Linked DNA regions of Triticum aestivum: region 2 is linked to region 1. A link is a contact called in public Hi-C data. All regions are on one chromosome and are shown on one strand. The core of a region is the stretch at or near the end of the contact, and the rest is flanking DNA. Distances in the headings are between cores, read along the strand shown. Region 1 holds the start of LOC123045338 (histone-lysine N-methyltransferase SETD1B). Region 2 holds the start of LOC123045340 (protein MEI2-like 4).

Evidence for each region. Hi-C and Micro-C count contacts between places; a contact is called where the count stands out from the background.
Region 2: a Hi-C map of leaf shows a contact between it and region 1, with 4 times the contacts expected there. The contact joins the promoter of LOC123045340 here to the promoter of LOC123045338 in region 1. A contact is called at or near these places in 2 of 5 Hi-C or Micro-C datasets (both in leaf).

What each region holds. Positions count from the first base shown.
Region 1 is chr2B:441,092,882-441,100,089 of IWGSC CS RefSeq v2.1, reverse strand. It overlaps LOC123045338 (histone-lysine N-methyltransferase SETD1B), which reads right to left and starts at 2,937. Exons shown (of 2, transcript XM_044468341.1): 1 at 2,375-2,937; 2 at 710-1,785. The coding sequence starts at 2,806. The coding sequence ends at 892. LOC123045339 (trihelix transcription factor ASR3) reads left to right here. Exons shown (of 3, transcript XM_044468343.1): 3 at 1-463. The coding sequence ends at 249.
Region 2 is chr2B:442,070,416-442,076,714 of IWGSC CS RefSeq v2.1, reverse strand. LOC123045340 (protein MEI2-like 4) reads right to left here and starts at 4,380. Exons shown (of 14, transcript XM_044468346.1): 1 at 3,925-4,380; 2 at 3,258-3,341; 3 at 2,270-2,611; 4 at 1,453-1,853; 5 at 1,213-1,371; 6 at 915-1,031; 7 at 687-835. The coding sequence starts at 2,513.

The DNA.
Region 1 (7,208 bases), core at 1,688-4,187:
GAGCCGCCACTACCGCAGGGTGGGCAGAAGAGGCAGCGCAGCGATGATGCCCCAGGAGAAACCGCTGACCTGCAGGGCAAGCTTGTTGAGATTCTAGACCGGAGCAGCCGGATGGTGGCGGCGCAGCTGGAGGCGCAGAACATCAACTGCCAACTGGATAGGGAGCAGAGGAAGGACCAAGTGAGCAGCTTGCTAGGTGTGCTTGGCAAGGTGGCTGATGCCCTCTACAGAATTGCTGACAAGCTGTAGTTTGCCGCTGTAAACGTCTTGAGCAAAGTAAATAATTACTGCAAATAAGAAGGGAAATAGCATGAAATTATAAGAATGTACAGATTGGTAGAGTATCTCGGCATTCGGTTTTTCTTGTAGACTGGTTCTGAAATTTAGTCAGAAACCTGAAGGAGATGGCCTGTTTTCCTCATGGGAGATGCAAAAGCTTGATAACATTTGTTGTACATCAAAAGGGCACAACCTTGTGTATTCTGGTGAATCTGAATCCAGGGGAGGAATCTTGGTGCTTAATTGTGGACTGCAGGGATGTTCTGTCCCTCTTCAAGTTGATTCTTCAATGCAAAGTAGAACATTATGTTTGTCACGAAACTATAAAATAAAGGGAAGCAAAAGATGGTTCAGCATACACTGCTCGTCACTGTAATCTACTGAATTCTAGGAGTGCAACTGCATCAACCACAGCTACCAGTACAAGAAATTCAAACGTGAATTAACAACTATAAATAAAACCGTAATTAACAACAGCTGGTCAGCTCGGATCACAAAACCGAGGCATAGGTACAACAAAATATCCACTAAACACATGTAGCATCATCGAGAACTTTTAAACTTGTAAATTTTCTTAAACATGCATTGACAAAGGGCTCCAGAATATCAGCTTTACTCATCATCTGCTCTACTTGACCTGTAACGCCGGGAGTTCATCTTAGAGTTGGTCTGCATCAGTGCTGGTGGTGGTGGTGATGCTTTAGGGTCATCTTCATCCATCTCACATTGGTCAGTTCCGTCAGAGGCTACTGCTGCTGCTGCACTAATGAGAGATGGGTTTGCACCACTAAATCTGGGGCCCTCATCCACCACCATGGCATCAACTGACTTCTTCCTAGGGATGAATGTGACTGAACTAGGAATCTCAGCAGGTGTCTCAGGCTGCATCTTGTTGGGATCTGATCTGCCTAACAGATTGTGCAAGTCTGCAAGAGCTCTCCCGTTAGATTCGTCAGTACTCTCTGGTGTCTCCAGAGTGTAACATGTGTACTTTGAAGGGTTCCTAACATAGTCAGGAACCCCAGATGGCGTGGAGGAGTTGCCCTTTGTTGTGACCACATCCATGGACTGAGGAACCATGGGAGAATCTTCATCATGTTCAAGAAGCTCCACTGGTTGTTCTTTAACATCGGCATTAAACCTCACACGTTTCCTTGGTTTTGAATCGGCTTGCTCCTCCTTCCTCTTCAGTATAGGTTTCACGCTGATATCCTGAGCTCTCATTGCTTGCATTCCAGCAGTTGGACACTCCTTGGTTTGAGTTGGAGAATGAAGGCCAATTTTAACCGAACCATTGTCTTCTCTGAGCCTTGCAGATGCTGCATCAAGATCTGCCCGAGGATCCTTAGATAAACCGCAGATCTCATCAATGGTATCATCAAGGAGGTCAGGCACTACAGTATTGATGCTCATATTAATGCCCTCATCCATGATTTCACTCATGTACACACGTTCTGCAGCATCTTCTTTACCAAATGCTGCTCTATCATATTTGTCCTCCTCTTCCTGAAAGATAACACACCCAATCAGAACAAGGTGCAAATAGATAGGTATGCCAAATACAAAAGCAAAAGCTCCTTACCTGCATTTAGTATCAGATTTAGATAATTTTAGCGTTTTCATGTTAAAGTCATCTTATATAAGTCTACAAACAGTCTGGTTTGCTTTATGATTTATCTTAGTACTAGTAATTAGCAAAAGCAGACGGCCTTCAAAAGAAATGAACAGTCCTTAAGGTTCCATTGGAACTGTGGAATAGACTCTTATCATCCCCTGCGGCATTTCCCTTGAGAAAGACCCCATTACAAAAATCAAAAGCGAAAATCACAACAAGCAAACAACATGAAGTGAGCAAATTGATGACAACGATACTCCAATCCCCCATACTTAGCACTTTTTCTATCCCGCTAGGTGACTGGAGATCAATACACTCTACAGATGAAACGTTTCTTCAGCAAGCAGTAGGGTATGAGTAGCAAATGAAGAAGCCAAATCGGCCTTACTATCTTGATCAATGCCCTAATTTCCACAAGCAATACAGCATCGAATAGCAAATGGCCAAATCAAATAAAATCGAAAGTTATTTTTCTCTCACCTCCCGATCCAGAGTCGGGTCAAGGCCGATCGAAACCCTAACCTCCTCTTCCTCGTCCTGCTCCTCCTTCCTATGGTCCTCGCCCTTCACATCCTCCTCATCCTCGTCATCATCTTCGGGGTCGTCCTCAAAGTCCTGCTTGGACCGCCGCCTCCGGCCGCGGAGGCACCCGTTGGCATCGTAGAACGCGGACGAGCACGGCGTGTCGGCGCGCTCGGCCGCGGCGCGCTCCTCCTCCTCGTCGCGCGCCTCCGACGGGCGCGCCCAGCGCTGGCGCTCAACATCTCCGGCGGCGACGGACCAGGAAGCTGCCGGGAAGGAGGAGCTCGGGACGTCGCCGAAGAGACGCGACCCGAAGAGGCGCTTCACCCGCTCCTCGAACCCCTCCCCGGCTCCGCCGCCGCCTCCTCCTCCGCCCCCCTCGGCCGCCATGGATCGGACGCGAGGCAGCGAACCAATCTTACAGAAGCTTCTCGAAAGTTCCTCTCGGCCCGGCCGTGCGCTGTGGGTTTGAGATGGGGGTTTGCTTCGAGTCTGAGAGGCTTGCGAGGTTTGAAGTTGAAGACGGCAACTCGCGGTCGATAATCGTTTCCGGCTTGGGCTTGGGCCCGGGCTATGGTGTCGGTAACCAAACGGGCTAGAACGTCACATGCACAGTTAATACTCCTATTTTCTAGAAAAGCAAAAAAGAAGCCCTAGAAAAAAGCAAAAAAGTACAGTAGTATAGTAGTATTACTTTTCCTCCTCAAAAAATTACCCCTAATGAACTCTAAAAGAGGATAAACCAGCCCCTAAACTTTGCCGTATCAGATCAATCAGCCCCTATACTTTGCCATATGGGATCAATCAGTAATCAGCTCAGATTTTGCACATGATTGCAGATGGGTTTGGATGTAAAGGCATTTCCAACATCGACCCTTAAACCATCTACTTATAACCGGACCGCGCTATTCGGATATTTTTTTTTCATACCGGAGACAAAGTGAGGGGTTTTGCCGGCGCCCGGACCACTGCACGCACGTTCCTGACTACCCAGGCCCATAAAAAAAACCACGCCCGCGCGCGTTCCGGCCCGGCGCCAACTGTCCTCATTCATGCCGCTGGAGAGCGGCCGCTCCTCATTGACGCCGGTGCAAAACGGCCGCGACCTCTTATTGTCGGCATTGAAGCGGTGCGCTGGCCGAGACAGTGTCGCCCGCTGCACGCCCGACTGAACACGTCTCCTCGCCACATTCAAACGGCCATAGACTGCCCGCCTTCCTCCATTAAACCCGTGTGTGTGCCGAGAAATCTACTCCGACCACACGTCCGTTCGTGAGCCACCCGTCATGGAACACAACGCCGGTTGGCTCCGGTCGTCGGCCCACTATTTAAACAGCGTCAGACGCCGGGCAAAAATCGCACCACACTCCACTCCCATATCCTTCTTGCACCATTTTCTCCACAATATCCATGGCATCCGACAAGCAGGGAGAGGAGTTCTCCGGCATAAAATCCGGTTGGATGGCCCGTCGAGACCGCAGGATACAAGGCAAGGAACTCTCTACTCCATCACCCTCGACGCTCCAGGCTGCTGCAGGCCAGCTTGTGGATGCAGAAGGTCCAAGCCGCTCCATCGTTCAACAATTCGCCACTCCAAGCCAGCTCGTCGACGAGTGGCAGGTTGCTCCAGGCCGACACGTGGGGGAGCATGGCGGCACAGGCATTGTGGTTGTCATGGACAACATCGTGTCGTACCGCTCCTCCCGTGTCTGCAACCGCTCCATCCGTCGTCAATATACGCATAACCACGCCCTGCCGGCGGAGAAAGAAGTCGGCTTCGCAGAGATGGACGAAATGATGGCCAGCACGTCTGCACCCGCCGCCATCATCGAGGAGAAGTAGAACATGGGTGAAAGCACAAGTGCTCCATGGGTGATTTTGGTAATTAATGTCAACACATCTTTTGTTGGACTAATAGTTTTATCTAGTATGTTTCAGATAAGTTCAATAGTGGAGTGGCAAGGACAAGAGGGTGTGGAATTCCTTCAAAATGCTAAGGACAATGATTGCCAAAAGCTCAAGACTCTTCATTTTTGTTTAAGTGATCTAATATAACACTGAGTCCATAGGGAAGCCAATACTATTAAAACGGGATGAGGTGTTGCATAATGGTCTACTTGCTCAAAGTGCATAGTGGTATTGCTCCAAAACCATCAGCCACTCTCTTCACCCAAATATGTCCAAAACCCTAAACTCCAACTCGGCCCCACCGTTATCTTTCATCCAGAGCCACCGAGTTCATCATGACATAGCCACTTCCAGAAACCCTAACAGTTCGGTCACACCGATACGGATCTTGGTCCCACCGAGATGGCCTTGCTAACACTCTGTGACTTGTCGCATTCACTTCGGTCTCATCGAGTTGTTGCAATCGGTCCCACCGAGTTGGCTTGACAGATTCTCTGTTGCTCGTTGCACTCACTTTGGTCTCACCGAGTTAATGCAATCGGTACCATCGAGATGAAGTTTTCCCTAAGCCCTAGCACATCGGTCCCACCGAGTTGTTCCAGTCGGTCTCACCGAGATTCCTAACATTCATATTTTTTAACAGATCGGTGCCACCGAGTTCGTAATCGGTGCCACCGAGATGAGTCAAAAATGTGTAACGGTTAGATCTTGTGTGGAGGCTATATATACCCCTCCACCCCTTCTCCCTCATTTAGGAGAGCCATCAGAACGTGCCTACACTTTCACCATTCATTTTCTGAGAGAGAACCACCTACTCATGTGTTGAGATCAAGAGATTCCATTCCAACCATTTGAACCTTGATCTCTAGCCTTCCCCAAGTTGCTTTCCACTAAAATTCTTCTTCCACCATAACCAAATCTGTGAGAGAGAGTTGAGTGTTGGGGAGACTATCATTTGAAGCACAAGAGCAAGGAGTTCATCATCAACACACCGTCTATTAGCTTTTTGAGAGTGGTGTCTCCTAGATTTATTAGGTGTCGCTTAGGAGCCTCCATCGTGATGTGGAGTTGAACCAAGAAAATTGTAAGGGCAAGGAGATCGCCTACTTCGTGAAGATCTACCTGAGTGAGGCAAGTCCTTCGTGGGCGATGACCATGGTGGGATAGACAAGGTTGCTTCTTCGTGGACCCTTCGTGGGTGGAGCCCTCTGTGGACTCGCGCAACTGTTACCCTCCGTGGGTTGAAGTCTCCATCAACGTGGATGTACGATAGCACCACCTATCGGAACCACTCCAAAAGTTCTCTGCATCTCCATTGCGTTTGCACACTCCAATCCCATCCCTTTACATTCTTGCAAATTGCATGCTTTACCCTTTCCGTTGCCTATACTCTTGTCATGCTTGCTTGAAATATATTGTGTGTGCCTTTAACATGTGCTAAACTCAACCTTAACTTGAAGAAAGTAAAAGCTGCAACTTTTGCTCGTTAAGGGTCTAATCACCCCGCTCTAGACCGCTCTTATCGATCCTTTCAATGGGAGGCCGCCGTTGCTTGGGTCCCATGAAGGCCACCACTGAGGCGATGCCAGCATACACAGCTGGTGTCTTGCCCGGTCGCAGGCCACCGTCGTCTCCTCTCCCTCCGGCTAAAGCATATCCTAGCGGTTCCACTCTGATGAGCGGTGTTGCCGAACATGGGGAAGCAACCCGCCCTTTGCGCTGAAGCATATACCTTCGGGGCACACGGTAGTCCGGCGAACGGGCTGCCAGACATGGGAAAGACAACGGAGATCCAACACGGCCAGCCGTAGACTAATCAAGGCTATCTGTGTCGTGGGAATGGATATCCGCCAGCGCCGGCCGTAGACTAGTTTTACCTTAGCCTGGTATAGCTTTTAGTTAAAAATTGTCCAAATGTAATGAATTTCGTCTGGTTGGTATGAAATCAGTCATGTTTGCATGAACTTTGTCCGTTTAGTTCAAACAATGGTTGAAATGAACGCAGGCAGCGTTGGATGGCGGCCTCCGACATCACTGTCCGTGGACTAGTCCCCCTGTCTATGTTGGAAGTATTCCCTAGAGGCAATAATATTGTATTGTTATATTTACATGTTTATAATTAAGAGTTTATATTCTATCCTATAACTTCTATGATCCTGGAATGTGCGATTCAGTGGAAAACTCATATGCATGTGTGGAATGATAAATGATAAAACCTAATTCCTAGTCTCACCTCTAAGACTAGCTCAAGTGTTGTTGTTCTCCAGATCTTGGGATATCGTTAAGTGTAACGATAGTCCCAAAAGTATTTTGAGATTATGATGTTAGAAGAACGATCATATTGAATTGACCCAACTTGTTTGTTATACTTTGAGATACTATCGTCAGAAGTCAATCGCTATAACATAGAGAGTTAACATATTCTTTAGTTTCTTAGACCACGAGAGTATCATAGTCACTTCTTACTGTACGTTGAACTTTGGTGTTTCTCAAACATCATCTATACACGGTGATCATAACAACAACTTACGGGTATATCAGAAAGTTTGATAAGGGACTAGATAGCTCGAGAATGGAATTTGCTCCTCCAAAGATGGAGATATATTCTTAGGGCCCTCTCAGTGTGACATCATCCATCATCGTCTGGCTAGACATAGGAGACTAGGTCATGGGGATGCCGAAACATGTCAACGAGAAAGAAGAACAAAACATGCAACGAGGAGACCGGTATAGTGAGCATGAGAATGACTCAAGAGGATGCGTACATCTCATCTCGGGTTTTGTAAAATATCACGAAGCAAAGGGAATATCACATGATAACCAAAGGTTCACTCGAATTTATAGGGATCAATATGGATGTCCATAGTTCTATTATTGGTCATTG
Region 2 (6,299 bases), core at 3,131-5,630, 980 kb before region 1:
ACCCAATTTCCTCCAAACTCCAAAGCACAATTCCCTAAAACGAGAAATATACAAGTATACAACCAACTTTGAATTCAAGTGCAAATGCCGACTCTAAAAAATCATATTAAAAGTCAATCACAAGTTTGTGTGTTTAATAACTAAAACATATTTTATTGAAGAGACAGGAATTGCATCAGCCCAGTGTATACTGTATATGTCCATTGACGATATGTTTACCAACTTCACAGTATATGCAAGACCATAAACACCGCTGAATTATATACTTCCTCAATTCACAGATACCCAGATAACTTTATACAAAGTTGATCTGTGAAGGTTGCTCCTACCGACTGGACGGCCATATTCTGCTGCTTCCTGGGGCTTCAGGTTTCTTGCTTCCTAATTGGTATATATAGGTCATTATGCTAGTTTTGGTTAGCTTTTGTCAGTCTTCTTAGCCTTTTTGGTTTTTTGTTTGCTGGTTTTTTAGTTTTTCTGTTCATTTTTTGCTTTCATTGGTTGTACCTTGTGCCATCTCAGTACCTTCCTCTAATAAAAAATAACAGCATTCTAAAGCGTGTTGGAGAAAAAAGAACTTCATGAAGGGTAGCCGACACAAGGTGTGTAATAAGACTCTTCGAAAAGCAAAGGCACTAGAAGCACTAAAAATGGACAGATGCGCAAAATTACGGTCACAGTATTACCGTTTACCGTCGCCCGCGCAGCAGCGCTCTAATCTGATTTTCTTTCCTGCAATATCTCTCATGTTCAAAGCATAAAGTGCAGCTTCTGCTGCTCTGGTATCAAAAAACTCAACGTATTTGTGATGGCCGTTTTGTGATGCCCCGTGAATCTGATAAACAAGGAAGTTAGTATCTCTGTATCTGTAGTGTACTAGCTGACATAAGAGTTGGTTAGTGCGCGGCCCATACCGCCTTGATTTCACCATAGCCACCAAATATATGACGAAGATCATCATTAGTTACAGACTGGTCTAGGTTAATCACTGCAAGCGTGCCCTGGTTGTTATCATTCTCCAAAGGGTTCTCCTATTGGAACAAAGTCAGCATTAGAATGTGAACATCCTTGCAAGTATAAATACATTTCCAGTGCCAATTAAGTACCAATACAACAAATAATGGCAAGCAAACATCGTAGTAATATCACATTAAGTAATGTCAAAGCACCACATCATATCAAGACAGAATGGCATTTATATCAAGGAAATACCTTTGGGATGGAGTAATGTGTCTCAAGTTTCCACTGCCTGAATGGCTTGCTTTGAAGCGCTTCCATGGCACGTTCTGCCGATCTTATATCATAGTAAGATATCATCACTAAACCATGATGTTTGTAGGCAGTGTAAAGTGTTCGGATGTCTCCATATTGCTACAAAGAAAATAAATGCTATCAGGTGAAATATATTGCCTTCAAAGTTGGGACAAAGTCAAGCTGGAAGATGAAACTTACCTCAAATAGGAGTTTCAATTCAGTATCCTCAACATTGATATTAATGTTTCTAATGGAAAGGGTTCTCGAGGGGTTTTCGCCATACAGTAGGCCATTGAACCCAGTCTGACCGGTGTTGGCTCCACCGTTAAGTTTTAGCAATTTGTTATTTTCATCAGCTTCCAATTCCATTCCACCTCCAGTAGAGAATATATCATCATCAATGTCATCCATGTTATTAGCACGGGCAGGGTGACCCACATTATAAAGAACACCTGACAATAAGTCGTCATCATCAGGGAGGAGATTGCCAATTACTTGTGCCTCAATTTCCTGAGTTAATTCAAAAGGCTCGTCATCTGCATGGTTGAGTTCCTTTTCAGCTGGCTGGCCAACAAGGCCATTCTTAGGTGTTAGTCTCACTGCACATCAGCAAATGAAAAGTAGTTTAATATTAAGCACTAATATTACTGCGGATTGTCTCTTTTCTCACTTGGATTTAGCATGAAAAGCACAGGACAGACTCTCATTTCTCAATTGGATGTAGCATGAAAAGCTCAGGCCAGATTGTCTCGTTTCTCACTTGGATGTAGCAAGAAAAGCTCAGATTTCACTGAAGTGAAACAGTCAATAAAAGCAAACAAGCTTCTTATTAATAAGCAAATAAAAATATTTTCCTTATCTTCTTTTGTTTACCCTTTCCATTATCTACATACTATTATTTATATGAACTGAAGGGAGGAGTACCATATCGGATGGACGCAGTTTATAGTTCAGTGTTATGGAGTACTATAATAAATGAAATAAAAACTGCAAGAGACAAGGATCAAGGGCTTACATTTGTTGTCAAAAATGTCTGGAAGGGAGCTTGAGAAAAGTCCATTCTCATATTGGGTCATATTTAAATGTCCCTTTCTAGCATTAGGAAATAAAGCCAACGGCTTCGAAAATGAATCATGTTGTTGTAGAGGATCTTGATCAGCCCTCCAGGGGGTTGGCGGCAGGTTAACATGCCTTTGATGGCCCAACAACTTGCGCTCACCAAAGGGAGTTTTCTGGTCCATCAACTTGTATGGCTCCATAAGCCCTAATTGATGCACAACCTTTGGCCAATAGCCTTTGGCTTTTCGACCGGAGAAGATGCAGCAGACCTACTTCCCGAAATCAATGTATATTTTTTCTGTTTTTCAAAACAAGAAATAAATCAGCCATAAAAACGAACGCAAACACTGAGCGCAAAGAGAAGTGATGAAGCAACATCAGAATTATTTAATGGAAGAATCATTGTAGGCAGCATCCATGCGCATCTGTCAATAATCGATACCCAATCACCCCTGTGAGACCATGTGCCTTCCAATTCAGCTGCTTCACCCATATATAGCAAGACAGCTACCTTAAGCTACCTGGAAACAACGATACACATCCACCAATCTTGCTCGATCAATTGTCCCATATGTGGAACCTCGGATGCCCCCACATATCCGTAAACTGTAACAGTGTTCTGCTGGGTCACATTTTATTTAGTCCGAGAGAAACTACCCGAAGAATAAACTAATAAGCACCTACAAATTACACGAATGTTCAGGTAGTCACTAACATGCTCAGGAAAACATTCCTGCCTGAAATGTCTAACAGGCCTCTATAAAAAGAATTCGATAATGATGAAGAAATTAACCTAGGTCTAGTTGTTAATGATACTGACCAAGTCACCCCAAAACTGAACCAATTAGTACCCCCTACCACAAAGTAGAGTAAGAAAGAATGCAGTCCATCATTAGACATCATTTAAGGATATCGGGCAATAATGGCTATTGCAGTTGGCTTACCACATGGGAGAAGACGATTCGGACTCCACGGGGAGGTGGAATGGGGGCATGTGGTGCCTCTGCTCCATGATTCTAGCTGGCATCCTGCTAGCACCTTGCAAGATAGACAGATGCCAAGTTTCAACACCTCAGGTAGCTCGACTGAAGCGGATCAAAGAATAAACGCGAGAAACTGCTAAACAAATGCAGTCCCGAGGCCTAGATTTGATCGACCATGAACCCAAAATCGAACTCACGAGACCGGCTACGGAACACTGGAGAAATTCTGCAAAATTTAGGACCGGAACAACTCGAATTGAACGATTAAAAAAGGTTATGCAAAATTCCGGGCAGAACTCTGTGCTCCCAAACTAATTAGCCATAAAACAGCGCAAAAGACGACGGGAAATTTAATGCTCCTCGTCCTCGACGAGCTCGAAAGAGCACAAGAAAGTTGTGATCAAAATAAAAAGGCAGAAGAGACCAAAATACTGCCCAACCGCATCAAAGTATCCCCCGAACCCGAGCACAGATCACACAAAGCGAGAAAAATACGCACAAAATTACCCCCAAACAAATAACTCCAGGAATTCAAACACCATTTTTCTCCACGAAAACAAAACGCACCCTGAATTTGCATGAAAACCCGCAAAAAAATTGGTAGAAACGGAAGAATTTGTAGGCTCACCAGATCGGCAGTCGAGATCCGCTTCAGCTTGTCGCGGCCAGGAGCTTACCGCAACACGCAACCCGTGGCCGCGCCCGGAAGAGACGGCTCCATGGCGCAAGCCAAAACGGCTCCCCCGGAGCTCACAGGAGGGCGGATCACCCAGCGCGCAGCGACGGCACAGCTAATGCCCTCAGCGGGGGGGGCGAGGCGAGCTCAGAGAGCGAGCTCCATCCTCACGCACGCGCGCACCTAACCCTAGCGAGCGAGCGCGGCAGCGGGCACCCCTCCACTCCTCATTCTTCGCTCCTCCTCCTAGGTATGCCGCCTCAGCGCCTCTCCGGCGAGGGAATTCCGGCTAGCTGGTGGTGGACTGGCGGTGGTGAGACGAGACGAGACGAAGCGGAGACGAAGGCCAAAAAAATCTAATTAAAAGAGCGGCGAAATGCTGTATTACTATATTATTTATTGGACTAAGTGGAAACGCGATACAGAAGGTGCGGGGCCTATATATACCGCTCCCGCTGTGGTCCCCACCGCGGTAGGCTCACCCGCGGCGCACCCCACCGCGGCGCCGGATAGCTCCTTCGCCATTCCGTTCGTGCCGAACGGCACATGTACCCGGGCCAGGGGCCCCACGTGTCAGTGAGTTGGCGTCGGTGTCAGACGTCGGGACCCACGTGGCTGCGCGTCGGCCCGGGTGGGAAGCGGCGTTTGGACGGGGACGGAATTATTTCGCGGAGGGGTGGGGGCTTGGCGCGGTGAGGTGACGCGGAGGTCACGTTCTCCGATTGTCTGGTGTGGGACAGGATAACGCTCACCAGTACGAGTTGTGTGGGGGTCGATCGGGACTGGACCGCTGGAGTTGCTGCCGCCGAACCACCGGGGATTTCGACGGCTCTTGCTGTTAGGTTGGCACGTTTATGCTGGTACCACCTTCCGTGTTCGAAGAACTCTGCTTCCAAAAACACTGGGAAAATTCAGTTTAGTGAGGAGTAGTATATTTGAAATCACGTCTCCAAACAAAATAAACTAGCTACTATTAGCATTTTCAAACAAGCCTAAAAATGCAACATTGATTGTTATTGATTGCCTTGAAAATTACGCTGTTCCTATTTACATTTTCAATACATTAAAGATAACAGATATAGGAAAAATAATTAAAATGATTATTTTTCGCATCTAATATGGGCAAATCATTTGATTCACGGCAAAAAAAATGTGACACACACCTAAATCACAGCATCCGACTCCGTGAACGCCCATAGACATCTGAGGTACTTTAAAACTGGCGAAAGAATCCCAGGTTCTGGGTTCTTTCGCCCTAGGTGAAACACTCGCGTTAATCCTAGGGATCAAACCCAGGTGGACTAGCTGGCCACCGCCAAGGCCAACCATTGAGCCAAGGGCTCGTTCTCGACAGCACTTTATGTTAGGTTGGCATGTTTGTACCCGTAGCAACTTCCATATTTCTTTTTCATTCAAACATTTTGATTCCTTCAAATTTAAACGTTTAACACATCAACCAAACATGCACATAGTTTTTAATAAGTTGCATGAACAAAAGCCTTTAACCAAGGCATGTACATATCACATGTTGCCGGCATGTGCATCGTCCCCTTCTCCTTTGGCATTCTTGTTGTCCCCTCCTCCTTCGGCGTGTGTACCCTCCCCCCCCCAAAGGCCCTGGAACGTACATCGTATACCAAAATTCTCGATCCAACATAATGAACAGATTCTACTCGGTTATGTGTTCACTTATCGCATGATAATCTTGAACTTTGAACCTATGGGCCTCCATCTCTTCCCGACATCATGCGCACTCTTGCATTTTTTCAAAAAGGGGAGCAAGCCCTAGCCTCTGCATCAAGCGATGCACACAGACATATTATTATTTATTCAACAAAATTCTGACAAGAACATAAATCAAACAATCTGAAGTCACCACCCACACCTACAAACTCGACAATGGGGAATGCCCTCACACCCCACCATCTAGAGCCGAGGTCACCGTCGATCCGCGCACATGACATACCAGGAGGAAACACCTGGTGCAATAGAGTCAAAGCATACACCACCTACACATACTTTAGAAGCTGCCGCCACCGCCATCGTACCCCTTACCCATCTTCAGGAAAGAGATCCACATCATCCTTGCGAGGCTAGTCAGCCGTCGACATTGTAAGTGCATATTACAATGAACTATCACCGAAGTCTAAAACACAAGCTTGAGCTATGAAACCGTCTAGTTTACAACCCTGAACTTTGAAAACCGGACAAAAGACAACCCTCTGATGGTTTTTGACTGTCAACCATCTAGTCAGCGTCCAGTCAACCACATGTCATACAACCTAGCCATGTTTGGTCAAATTTTGGCCAAAAAAAAGTTTCCAGGA